Linked DNA regions of Sus scrofa: region 2 is linked to region 1. A link is a contact called in public HiChIP or PLAC-seq data. All regions are on one chromosome and are shown on one strand. The core of a region is the stretch at or near the end of the contact, and the rest is flanking DNA. Distances in the headings are between cores, read along the strand shown.

What was found. HiChIP or PLAC-seq counts read pairs in DNA pulled down with a chosen protein or histone mark.
Region 2: an H3K27ac HiChIP or PLAC-seq map of skeletal muscle shows a contact between it and region 1, with 4 times the contacts expected there. The contact joins two enhancer-like sites. A contact is called at or near these places in 2 of 47 Hi-C or Micro-C datasets (embryonic fibroblasts and skeletal muscle) and 1 of 2 datasets of contacts at active chromatin or transcription factors (skeletal muscle).

What each region holds. Positions count from the first base shown.
Region 1 is chr1:242,329,281-242,336,240 of Sscrofa11.1, forward strand. No RefSeq gene overlaps it. Among named protein-coding and RNA genes, the nearest start is that of CAVIN4, 23 kb to the left of the region's middle. Within about 2 kb of position 3,386, at least 10 of the 83 cell types and tissues checked have an H3K27ac peak or open chromatin away from gene starts, as enhancers often do. A contact at or near this core is called in skeletal muscle, where this site is marked.
Region 2 is chr1:242,777,455-242,784,414 of Sscrofa11.1, forward strand. The region is part of intron 1 of PLPPR1 (phospholipid phosphatase-related protein type 1); the gene reads left to right. Among named protein-coding and RNA genes, the nearest start is that of PLPPR1, 98 kb to the left of the region's middle. Within about 2 kb of position 4,072, at least 1 of the 83 cell types and tissues checked has an H3K27ac peak or open chromatin away from gene starts, as enhancers often do. A contact at or near this core is called in skeletal muscle, where this site is marked.

The sequences.
Region 1 (6,960 bases), core at 2,136-4,635:
AAGGTGATTGAGTGCGCCAGGATGAATCTTGGGAGAGGTGGAATCAAACTACTACTATCGCCCGAAGGAAAATGAGTAGACATGGAAGCAGTAACAATAGCCACAACTAATTTATGCTCTTTAAGCATCAGGAACTTTCAGTGTTTTCTTTAACCCTTACAAATCATTGAGTACAATACCACCGCACCTGTCCCGAACCAGTGATGCTAAGGGGGCGGGTCCTTGGCTCTGATAGGCTCCCTTCCTCCCCGGAACCCAGCCCAGTCCCCAGGTAGGCGGATGAATGCACCCTTCCGGCCGGGAGGTACTTTGGTGGCGTTCTCCTCCAGGACTGGGCTGTTGCAGAAGTACCCCCTTAACCCTGTGGAAACAGGTTCCGCTGGGAAGCAGGAGGAGTGAAAGCTACCTTTCTCCCAGGTGGCTTACGGGAGCAGGGAAAAGGGACGTGAAATCCGCTGCCTGGTTGATGCATGCGTGCTGCTGGGGCAATGAGTCGGCTCCAGTGCGCAGGCGCAGAGGCCTGCTTGGTGTCGAGTTTCTTTCTCCTGCTGTCTTAGAATCCTAGCTCCTGCCTGACTGGAGTCCCAGGTGACTCTGCAGTTTGGTTTGCACGAATTGTGTTAATAAATTAAGTTGGTAGTAATTTAACAGCCTATCAATAGGGAATTGGTTAATTAAAATATAGCTGTGTACGCATAGTGGAGTTCCCTGGTGGCTTAGTGGGTTAAGGATCCGCCATTGTCACTTTTGTGGCTCCAATGGCTGTTGTGGCACGGGTTCCATCCCTGGCCCAGGTACTCCGCAAGCCTTGGGTGTGGCAATTAAAAAAGATATGTATACACACACACGGTGGAATATTTTGCAGCCTCGACTGCAAACCAGAAATCTAAAGTGTGTGTGTGTGTGTGTATGTGTGTGTGTGTGTGTGTGTGTGTGTGTGTGTGTGTGTGTGTGTGTTTTGGTCTCTTTGTAGTGGAAGTACCGATATCCTGTCTTTGAATTGTTATTTATAGCTGGTGGCCAAGATGTTAATTAAAGGCCTTGCAAGTGGGACAAATGCAGTTTCCTTCCCTGGGTTGAATAAGGTTATGAACAAATTGTAGTTATAATGAGAGAAGAGTTTTTCTCACATAATGAGAGGAATTTCCTCTGTGCCAAGTGGGTCTGCGGTAGGGAGCTGGCATGGTGGTTAGCTCTTGGAAAAGAACTTTCCTTAAGGGTCTTTCTCAGAGGTGAGGAGACCTCAGCAGAGAGCCTAGAGCTGAACTGTTAGGAGGGGAGGTTGCCAGGGGGTTTGTAATCGGGGGCTTGCTGGAGGAAAGGCACTGCAGGAAGAACCTCTGAAAGACTGCAAGAAAAAGAATCAGCTAGTGAGGAAGACTCTGCTGTTCTCCACATTTCCCAGGTGGAAGTCAGCGATCCATTGGGACAACTGAACTGTAAGCTCTTAGGGTGCTTTTTTGGAGGCCCCTTGTTAAGCTTGAAGTTAGAGAGGTAGGCCTCTCACACCTACCATCTCTGGTTGGAGGGTTAGCAGGACTCTCTAAAGAAATCATCCAACCCCTTCCAAACTTTACTCTGACCCTTTTATATCTTCTTTATGGGCAGGATGATGGATTTAAGCTTTAAGCCAGGTCCTTCTTTGCAAATCCACCAGGATGGTTTTTTCACAACTGACTCACACCTCCAAAATAGGAAGAGGTTTGGAGTAGTGTTGCAGCATTATCAAAATCGAACTACAAGAAGTGAATAAATACTTTTTTTTTTTTTCTTTTTAGGTTCACACCTGCAGCATATGGAAATTCCCAGGCTAGGAGGAGAATTGGAGCTTCAGCTGCTGGGCTACTCCACAGCCATAGCAATGCCAAATCTGAGCTCATGGGGCAATGCTGGATCCTTAACCCACTGAGCGGGACCAAGGATCAAACCTGTGTCCTCATGGATACTGGTTGGGTTCATTACCACTAAGCCACAATGGGAACTCCAAAAACTTTATGGAAATAAAAGAGCTTGCTTAACTCTATCTCAGGAAACAAGGCTATTCCTAGATTCAGACTTGTCTAAATCCTAGTTCTGCTAAACAAGCAGAGATCAATACTAAGTAATTCTTTCTCAGTGCTCTTTTTATAAGTGCCATTGTATTGAGAATGCATTGTATTGCTGTTGTATTGAGAGAGCTGAAATCAAAGGGGTGCCAAGAGAGGGGAAATGTGCTTTCCCCGTTGACAATTTCAGGCATAACCTATAACTTAGCCACTCTTAGATAATAAGTCCTTGAATCACTTTCAGACCCAAGAGTAGCTTTCTTTGAGTAATTATAATTCCAGTCCATTGTCATAATGATCTAACAACTTTCTTTTATCCATTTGACATCTTTCCTTTCCTTTCAGACCTGGTTAAAAATGATCAAACCACACAGAAGTGTTCACTTAAAAATCACTGCCCCATCCCCTCCCTATCCTCAGTCCTGCTGCCCAGAGGGAGCAGTTAAATACTGTTGTTTATTTTTATGTTTAATAGATTTTAGTTACTTCAACCCTGGCTTCTCAGTTGGTACTAAAATTCCACTACTTGGTGATGCTAATGTTTTGGAAAAATGAGGGGGCTGACTCTTTACAGATAAGCTGTGACCCTTTACCTTCTGCATCTGGACCCTTTCCCGCTGATGATCTTGAGACAGTGGGTAAGTTGAAGGTCTTTGTGAAGGACCAGAAAGCCAGGCTTGCTGGCTGTTAAAAAAAGAAAAAAAAAAAGAAGAAAAACAATGATTCATTTAAAAGCTTTTTAAAAATGAGAGTGATGGTTTGTCACAAGTCATGCTCACTTTACCTTAGTAACTTTTTTTTTTTTTTTTTTGTCTTTTGCCATTTGTTGGGCCGCTCCTGCAGCATATGGAGGTTCCCAGGCTAGGGGTCTAATCGGAGCTGTAGCCACCGGCCTACGCCAGAGCCACAGCAACACTAGATTTGAGCCGTGTCTGTGACCTACACCACAGCTCAGGCCAACGCTGGATCCTTAACCCACTGAGCAAGGCCAGGGATGGAACCCGCAACCTCATGGTTCCTAGTCGGATTCGTTAACCACTGCGCCACGACGGGAACTCCCTTAGTAACTTTTGAGACCCCAAGGCCTGTTCTTGCAAGTCCAGCTGTGGTAGTATTTGCATGGATTGGGTGCAGCTTTGATCGTACTTGATGTGTTTGTGTAAGCCTGGCAAGTCTGTCTCTTGGGAACAATACTACTCCTATGCCTTTGTTTACAAAGAATTAGTTCAGTATGGCTGATGCTGCCAGTCTCTCGTCCTGCTGGGACCCGTGACAGCTGAGCCTCTTCGCTCTCTTAGCCACACCTTCTGAGGCCTCTCTTCTGCAAGCCCAGTGCGCACAGGGGCCTAAACCAGGCTATTTGGTATCTTTCCTGTTAGCCCATGCAGGACTCCCAAGTGTATTTTGTCCAGCACCTTGTAGGTTATTATCACTTTCTCTTCTTTCTCCTGGACTACTTAAGTACCTCCTAACTGGTTTGTTTGCTCCTCTTCTAGAAGGCTCACCACATGGAGGCCAGTGTGTGCTGGTTATCAATTTATGGCCTCTCAGCTTCAAGTCCCCTGTGCATTGCCTGCTTTGCTGTGTCCTTCTGCTATTTTTCCTTTGTTGGCTGGCAGGATGCTAAGCGGTCGGTAGAGGGCACTGGAGAGACACTGGAGGAGGAGGAAGTTTTCCTCAGTTGGAGAGTCCTGACCTCTGCACGTTGCTGCTGTGTGCATTGCTGCTCTGGCCCCAGGTTCCTGAGTGTAGTGCACTGGCCCACAGCACCCAACAGCCAGAAACTTCTCCTGGTGTCCTCTTTGGGCAGTTTCATAGGGGAGTGCCTCCAGAGAGTTCCTGACCTTTGAACAGCTTCCTCTGGTCCCTATGCAGCTCCGCAGCTTCTCTGCCATCTAGGCCCCACTGAGGTTTCCTCTCCAACGAGGTCTGGGGAGTGGCTGATCATTGTAGAATTTTTTAGAATTCTGTTTATGTGTTACAGGCCAGTCTCTCGTTACTTCAACTTCCTGTTAAACCGTTATTTATTTATTTATTTATTTTGCTTTTTAGGGTGGCATGTGGAGGTTCCCAGGCTGGGGTAAATTGGAGCTACAGCTGCCAGCCTACACCACAGCCACAGCAATGCAGGATCCAAGCCATGTCTGCGACCTACATCACAGCTTATGGCAGTGCCGGATCCTTAACCGATTGAGTGAGGCCAGGGATCAAACCTGCAACCTCATGGTTACTAGTCGGATTCGTTTCCCACTGCACCACAATGGGAACTCCCTTTAGTAATTCTTGATAGTAAACTTTCCCTGTTCAAATTGCTGTAAAATTTCTGTCTCTGGATTGGACCCAGACTAATATCTAGTGCAATATTTGTGAAATGTAACTCTGATTTTGTCATGCTTCTTTGTTTAAAATCATTTTATGATTTGACTCTGCTTAGAGAATCAAGAAAACCCTCTGATATGCATGGTTTCTGAGGCCCTGCCTAAGCTGGCCCCTCTTTACCTCCCTGGTCTTATCTTGGACCAGAGTACCCCTTGCTTTCCTCCTGCTGCAGAGTTTTTACAGGCACTCTTTCCTTTATCTGAAATCATCTTCCCTCACTTTTTCACCCAGTAAATCCTTATTTTCAAGCCTCAAGTTTTTTTTATTTTATTTTTTAAGGCCACACCTGTGGTGTATGGAAATTCCCAGGCCAGGAGTCAAATCAGAGCTGCACCTGTGCCACAGCCACAGCAACACTGGATACAAGCTACATCTGTGAACTACACTGCAGCTTGTGGCAATGCTGGATCCTAAACCCACTGAGCGAGGCCAGCAATTGAAGCTACATCCTCATGGATACTAATTGGGTTCTTAACCCACTGGGCCGTGATGGGAACTCGAGCCTCAGTTTAATCATCTCATCCTCAGGGAAACTTTTTCCACTTTTCCTGCCTTGGTGAAGTTCTTTTATTTACTTCCAGAGCACTTATGTAAAGCTCCTTCAGACCATTTTTTTAAGGGTTGTAATTTTACCTGCATTTGTGTGATTTTGAAAATTAATATCTGTCTCCTCTCTTATAGATTGCAAGCTTCTTGAGGGCAAGGGACTGAGGGGTTTTTGGCTCCCTCTATAGCCTCATATCTAGCACATGTTCTAGAGTGACCATTATGAAGCAGGCAGGCATGCCACCAACTTGTACTCATCTTTTTTTTTTTTTTAATTGAAGTATATGAAGTAACTAATGTGTTAGTTTCTAGTGTACAGCAAAGTGGTGATTCAGTTATATGTGTATACATATATATGTATGTGCATGTATACATATATGTTCTTTTTCAGATTCTTTTCCAGAACCTGAGCTAAAGGAAACTATATACAGTATCTTGTTGCCCTTGTCTTGGTCCAAGTTTTTCCCTTTCATACTCTGGTTTGCCACACGATGGCAGCCTAAGAAACTCTGGCACTAGATATCCTGTGAGAAAGACATGGGGCTTCAGGTTAAAAAGCCTTTTTCTCTGAGCCAGAAGAGGATCCTTTTGAGGTGAGATTAAATCACATATTACAGAAAATTTCTATGAAAATGTCCTCCATATCCTCACTTCTTCACTGACTCTGAGGCACAATCTGGAATACTAATAAGCAAGACAGAAGGGGGAGTTTCATCCACTTCTCTGAGGGGCTACTGCACTATTTAGAAAACAGTTCTAGGGAGAACACAAGAACCCTAAGCTCTGATTCATGGAATCAGGGACATGGTGGAAAATAGGGATGGGGTGGGGACAGCTGGGTATTTATCGCTCTCCCCTCCTTATGCTTAGGCATAAACATTTTGACAAGCCTTTTTTTGTTGAAAAAACTCTGTAATTATACTATTGAAGGATACTTAAAAAAAAAGTGGAATCATGATTCTCATACAAATATAAAATGAAATGTGTATCAAGATTTTATTTAACTCATTAGTTAATGAGAAAATCAGTAAGATATTACAATGGTTCAAAGGAAAATTCAAAGAACCACACATTATCTAGGCAAATAAGGAATGAATTTACAAACAGATGAAAAAAATGTCTATTCGTGAGGCAGTGATTATATGCAGCTAGACACAATTTACACTTTTATGGGCAGGGATAATTTACATTTTCTCCCATTTTCTATACCTTATACAGAGTTGTAAAATAGCTCATTCACAGTGAAAGGTTGATATAACTTGGAAGGGTACTCAATTTTCAAGAATATGCCAAAGTTAAGAGAAAAGTGTAATGAATGCTTATGTCTCACCACCAGCCTTAACAGCCATTAATCTTTTTGTTAGTAACATTTCATTGATTTTATCCCTTTTCTGGAGTATTGTAAAGCAAATCCTAGATACGATACCACAGCTCTGGTCCACAGCTCTAATTGATAAAGACTTTAAAATATATATCTATTATATTTATGTAACATATATGTTATATTTATATACCACATGGCACTATCACACCTAAAAAAAAATCCCCATATCATCTAATTCACAGTCCTTATTCAAATTTCCCTACTTGTCTTAAAAATGTCTATTTATTTACAAGTATTGGTCAAATGAGGACCAGATAAGCTTATACGGGTAGGAGAGTCCTTCTTTTTTTCCTTTTTCTCCTATTCCAGCTTCTCCTCCTTCCTCACTTTCTCTTTTTTTCTTTTTGGGCCACCCTGCAGCATACAGAGTTCCTGGGCCAGGAATCAGATTTGAGCCTCATTTGCTGCCTACACTGCAGCTGTGGCAACACCAAATCCTTTAACCTACTGTGTGGATGAGGGATTGAACCTGTGTCTTGATGCTACAGAGATACTGCCTATCCTCTTGTGCCACAGCAGGAACTCCCTTTGCTTTCTCTTTTGAAATACAACTTTTACCATTTATTTAGAAGTCTGCACACAGGAAAAAGTGAAGGGAGCCACCAT
Region 2 (6,960 bases), core at 2,822-5,321, 450 kb after region 1:
TGTGTGTGTGTGTGATTACCTGATTTCTTGAATCCTCTCATTAATATTTCTTCTAAGGGGAGAACTTTGTCACATTAAACCTTCTAAGTGAAAGAATGCAACTAAAGCAGTATTTTTGGTTTAAAACAGGGAAGGCAGGTGCCCAAGCCAAGCCAGGGCAAGCCCACATTCTATGGTGCGGTCAGGTTTAAAGGGACCACCTGAGGAGGAGCAGCCCTAGGAAGCTCTGCTGTGGAGGTGGAGGCAGCAGCAGGCCTGGGAGCTCTTCTCTGGATGGGAAGCCACTTGACCGGCTCTGTAAGTGTTCTCTCTCAGACACCAGCATCTGCTCCTAGGATGAAAGATTCACCATCACTTACCTTCTTTTCTCAGTTCACTTCAAAGTTTGAGAAAGGTACCCATTTTAATTTAATTTTGAAAATGGGGAACCAAGTCTTAGAGAAACAAGTAGTAGAGATGTTTGCTTTGAAATAAATTTTTAGCAAAGAGATGAAAACCGTAGACTCTGATTCCCTGGGCTCAGCTTCTATCTCTGCTACTTATGAGCTCTGTGATCTAGGACAATTAATTTCACTTTGTCTTGGTTTCTCCATGTGTAAAGTGGAGAACTCAGAGAGTTTTTTGACACATGATATAAGTCAGAGCAAAGTGCTCAGATGGCTTCTAGGAAGTGCTGCAGCCATGTTGGTTATTGTTTTTTTGAACCATTGCTTAATAGGTCTCATAAGAAAAGATTTGGTGTATTGGGATTACTCTGGCTTTCCATAACTCTATTCCTTCTAGACTATTTGGTCAGTTGCATCTTAAGACACTGCAGCTTTTTAAATAGAGTTTTGAAAACAGAGAGAGTTTGGAAACTGAGGAGGCTCCTAAAAGTCTTATGAAGATGTTTTAAGGTCAGTAAGCACCACTAAAATCCTAGAAATCACCCTAGAAGTGAGTAGGGCCCAGCCCCTGAAGGATGTACTGGGGAATTAGAGTACTTAAGTGGCTTTTTTCATTCTTTTTCTCTCAATCTCTGGAACTTTTTTTAATGTCTTGAATGATTAACCAAGGATTATGTTTCTTTTTGTTTGTTTGTTTTTAAGGCCGCACCTGTGGCATGTGGAATTTCCCAGGTTAGGGGTCAAATAGGAGCTGCAGCTGCCAGCCTACACCACAGCCACAGCAATGTGGGATCTGAGCCGCTTATGCAAACTGCACCACAACTTGTGGCAATTTCGGAACCTTTTAACCGAGGTCAGGGCTTGAACCCGCATCCTCATGGATACTAGTTGGGTTCCTAACCTTCTGAGCCACAACAGGAGCTCCTTATGCTTGTTATTTTAAGTCTAAGTTTGACCATCAGATAGATTCAATCATACTGCAAAACCATGTAACTGAATTAGTGTTAACTGCGATATAAATCCCTTGGGACCAAATTTCATTTAGGAAACTGTATTACAGAAAGATAATCTTGAATAGCAGTCTTAGGAATAAAAAAGTGTTTTTTTTTTTTAATTTTTATCTACATGGAGTTTCTCCATCAATACCCCTTACTGCACAAAGCACCCATCTCCTTATATACTATATACTTTTGAAACTTACACTTTAATGCCATTTCCTTTTAATAAGTGTAGTGTTGAACTGCTGGTTAGAACAAATTTAATTATTTTCCCCTGATTTCATATCCATTCTAAAAGAAAACTTGTATTAAGTCATTTAAGCACTATAATAGATGATAGGAGAAAGCAGGATAGTTTAGAGGTTGAATTTAGTGTCTAGTATCAAGTGGGACTGGGTTTGAATTCCAGCTTCACCATCTAAAAACTTTTGGCTTTAGATTGATAATTGAGTTTAAGCTTCGATTATTTTACTTTTTTTTTAAAGGAATAATATTTGTATTTACTATACATGATATTTACATGATTCGTTTTAGGCAATCAGGATTAAGTGATACAACATATGTAAATACTTATATTCATGCCTGGCATAAGGTGAGCAGCAAATAGTAAATATCACTGTTACTCAATGTTTTTAGCCTAAATAATAAGACAGCTTCATATTCAGAGAAGGATGACTCTGTTTTATGCCTACTGTTCTCCCTGTAGGGAAGTAAAGGAAACTACAGTAAAATCACACTGAAGCAGTATAGTAGTATTATATGAATGTTATAAACCCAAGCTCTGAATTTAGACAAGCTGCGTTCAAGTTCCAGCTCTACCCTTTATTACTCTATGAGTTTGGGCAAGCTGTTTAACCTCGTTGTGCCTCATTTTCTCCATCTTTAAAACTGGGTCAATAATACCATCTACTTGATTGAGTAGCAGTGAGAATTAAGTGAGATGATGCTTACAAGGCATTGAGAACATAGAACTGGCACATTGAAAATGTTCAGATATTTGGAGTTTCCATGGTGGCTCAGCAGATTAAGAACTGAACATAGTGTCCATGAGGATGTGGGTTCAATCCCTGGCCTCTCTCAGTGGGTTAAGAATCCTGTATTGGCGCAAGCTTCAGCATAGGTCATAGATGTGGCTCATATCCAGTATAGCTGCTGTGACATAGGCCTGCAGCTGCAGCTCTGACTGAGCCCCTAGCCGGGAAACTTCCATATTCTGCAGGCATGGCCATAAAAAGAAAAAAAAAATGCAAAGATTTGAACTACTAATATTCAAGAATAGTCAAGGAAATCGCACAATGTAAACAACTAAAGTTTAGGTTTGGAGTTCTAGGAAATGTGCAGGAGTTTTCTTCTAGTGGATGAAAATGAGGTTGGTATCAAATCATAGTTTCTACTTGTGTCAAGTTAAATAGACTCCAAATCTGTATTAATGTACCATAAATAATAGAGCAGTTTAAGAAGTAAGGAATTTAACAGATGATTAAATCTCTATGACAAGCCTAGGTCATAGAAAATAATTTGAGGAGAGCATCAGATAATATAGTGCTAAGTGATATGGTCTGTAAGAAAAGAAATTCTGCAAAGAATGTCAGGTATCAGAGCAGCTGGGGATAACGTATGGAGAGTATAGTAAATGACTAAGAGTTTGGAAGGGAGTAGGGATGGATTTAAGCTGTAGTTCAAGAGAAGAGCAAAAGCAAAGGGGAAGTGGTGGGGCTGGGCGTGGTGTTTGTAGACAGGAGAAGCAGAGGAGAGAAAAACCCCAGAGGGTGTCTGAGCTGATATTGAGAACTGGGTTTGGCCTTCCGTACAACAAGATCACTTAGGAGTCAAGTTTGTGACCTAACCACTCCCCTCATTTTATAGATGAGGCGACAGAGGTGTAAAGAACACCAAGCCCTGCTTATTAATTGAAGTCAACCCTGACTTCTTGGCTAGTGAACTTACAGCTGCATCGCTCCATGGGGTCAGCCTACAGGGATCCTTAAAATGAATGAAAAATTCCCTAGATGTATTTCCCTAGGAGCAAGTACTAATTGATGGTCACCCAAACGAGGGCTTCATCAGTTCCCACTTGGAACACTCATCCTAAATAGGTGATTTGATAATGGGAACATCTGAACATCTTTCCACTGTATCCCACCACGTTTATTTACTTCCTACGATTTCAAACCCATGTCGGAAGAATTGCCTCATTTCCATCTGCCAGGCTTATTGACCCAGGTTTTTTTCCTCTATGGAGTGTGTTTCTTTTTCTCTGGCTTATACGACCCTCCTCAAGGTCAATGAAATGTTATCCTCTACCTAAATGGAGCCTGCAGGATGGCTCTGCCTGGTGCTCCCTGAGAGCTGCTGATCTGGAGTTTATATTCTGTCGGCTTGTGTTCCTGAATCAGGTAGGTTATTAGATGAGGAAGATGTTTTCCTCCTCCTCTGAGTCACCTCTGGCTTAGAGGTTGCAGGTCCTCCTCTGCGGGGGTCCTTTCTTGAGGAAAGCATCAAGGGACACCTGCATCCTAAGGGAGATCCTTAGGATCCTTGCCATTACAGTCTGGTGCAGTTGTTTTCATCTTCCCACTTAGCAGTTTTCCCCTCCTGCCAGGTTCTCTTGGCAGGTTCTCCATGAAGAAAGAAGCAGCAGGGGAGTCTGGTCAGGCCTGTATATCAACACAGCTGTGGCTTGTGGCTTATTTCAGACGGCTGTGCTGGGAAGAGGAGGCAGGCCAGAAACTGCAGATAAAATACCAAAGTAGATAGTATGTGCTGTGACTGAGGAGGTAGGGAATTAGAGAAATTTCTCTGCTACTTTTTAATCAGCTTCAGTTCTTCTCACTCACCTCTAAGTGGGTGTAAATTACTTCAGCTTTTCGCACCCTCACATCCTCCTCTTCCCCTTACCTCTAGGGGCCTTTCACAGCCCCTAGTGGCAGGTGAATCAGAGTCAGTGGGGGAATAATTACTCTCTCTTCTACCTTCACCATTTATCACCAGCCCACTTCCCTTTAAGACACGAGATACCGCTTGCATGTTGCCAAGTACCCGGAAAGCCCTGAAAAAACATCACGTTTATAGAAATAGCTTATACTGTCAGCATTGGAGTTGAGAAAATAAGTGCAGGTATGTTCATCAAATCAGAGACCGATCTCAGTGGATCTGTTAAAACTGGGAGCAAAAATAGACTTCTGGGTTCTCCTTTGCTGATCCTATTTGATGCCATTAAATACATGCTTCGCATGACAATGTTCTCTTTTCTCCTGATATTACGCTGTTTTTATTGCTTTGTGAAGGTTCCAATTTCTTTACATTTACTTGTTGCTATTGAATCTTTCACCAATAAATCCCCTCCTCCTCATTCAATTTTCGGTCGGCTAGGTGTATGTCTTTCTTGATGAATTGCATTTATTCTGTTACATTTGCTTCTAAGAGCTTTATATACTTTTATGTGTGAAAGTGGGTTGTGTGGTTATTTTTATAAGTCATAATTCAGTGGTGAGGACTTGAATATGGTTACTGGGTTTCTTAGTGATAGTGCCTGGCTCTCTTCACAGCACCTGTTCCCTTGAGGCCTTAATGGCAGTCTGAGAGGTGACATTCTTTGGCAGACTGCGTGTCAGACAGGATGGAGGAGCATTCTGCACATTGCACTTGGGAAATACATAGAGACAAGAGAGGAAGCAACTAGCCAGGAGAGGCATAATGGTGGTTTAAACAAGCTGTTGGAAGGACTTCCTGGTGAGAGAAGTCAGGAGAAAAGAGGAGCACAAGCCAGAAGGAATGGAAGTTGGAGGAATAAGAAATAAAAATTACTTGGACAGAAATAGATGGGAGATGATTAAAGGAAAATAGAATTTACTCAATGACACTCTGCCTTGGTTCCTTTCAGAAGGTGTCAGTTCCTCTGGGTGGAAGTAGGCCTGCATTTGGGGTGCATGTCTTGCTGAGCAGAGAGTAAGCTGTATTTCAGCACCATTTGCCTCCTTGATTCAGTGCCTTTGGAAACAACCTAAATGTCCATCAATAGATGAATGGATTAAGAAGATGTGGTACGTATACATAATGGAATACTACTTGACCATTAAAAAACCAGAATAAAAACTGTAATTGCAATGTATACATCTAAGGATAACCTGACCCCCTTGCTGTACAGTGGGAAAATAAAATAGAAAAAAAAAACAAAACACCAGAATAATGCCACTTGCAGCAACATGGACGGAACTAGAGTCTCTCGTACTAAGTGAAGTAAGTCAGAAAGATAAATACCATATGATATCACTTATATCTGAAATCTTTTTTTATTTCCTTATATATATGTACTTTTTCTCCTGCACAGCATGGTGACCCAGTTACACATAGATGTACACATTCTTTTTTATCACATTACGTGTTCCATCATAAGTGACTAGACAGAGTTCCCAGTGCTACACAGCAGGATCCCATTGCTAATCCATCCCAAAGGCAACATTCTGCATCTATTTACTCCAAGCTCCCAGTCCCTCCCAGTCCCTCTCCTTCCCTCCTGGCAACCACAAGTCTATTCTCCAATCTAGTATATGGAACAAATGACCTATCTACAGAAAAGAAACAAACTCATGGACATGGAGAACAGACATGTAGTTGCTGAGGGGGAGAGGGAGGGAGTGGGATGGACTGGGAGTTTGGAGTTAGTAGATTCAAACTATTGCATTTGGAGTGGATAAGCAATGAGATCCTGCTGTATAGCACAGGGAACTATATCTAATCACTTGTGATGGGATATGATGGAAGATAATGTGAGAAAAAATGTATGTATAACTGGATCACTTTGCCATATAGCAGAAATTGACAGATCATTGTAAATCAAATATAATAGAAAAAATAAAAATCTCAAAAAAAGAGAAATGTTTTAGTTGGTAAATAGCTGCAAGCATACTTGTGAAGACCGACTTCTCTCCCGTCATCATGTTTTCAGTGATGACAATTTCTTGGGGTGCCAGTTGATTATTTTTTCTCCTTTAAACCTACCCCTCATTAGCTCTGGCAGTGTGTGTTCTCAAAGGTCTCACAGCATGAGAGTCATTGATACTGGCCTCTTTCCAAGGATGTAGAGGAGCAGCCAGAAGTGACTAATATCCCACACTGTGGTAAACACAGTTCTGTCTTTATCCCCGAAGGCCTCATGGTATAGCAATCAATATGGCAATGGGTAGGAGCTTTTTCTCTGTTTGTTGTGAAATCTATATTTATTCACTTCTCCGAAGTAGGAAAAGTTAATATTTAGAAAACATTAAATAGTTGTAATGAATTCTAATAAAAATAAAGTTGCCGGAGTGTCCCCCCCAACATGAAAAGCAGATGACTGTGTACCAGCAATAGAATAGCCCAGATGTGGGCCTAGTTTACAGAGGGAGTTCTGGTCCTCCCAAAACCCATTACAGAGAGTCTGGAAAACATGAAGTAAAGATGAATACATAGGTGCTGATTCTAGCTCTGCCACTTGCTAGCTTCATTGTCCTGGGCGAAGTCTTATTTTCTCTGAGCCTTGGCCTTCTCTGTCATCAGAGGGTGAGAATTCCAGTTTGACAGGAACTTTGTAAGGA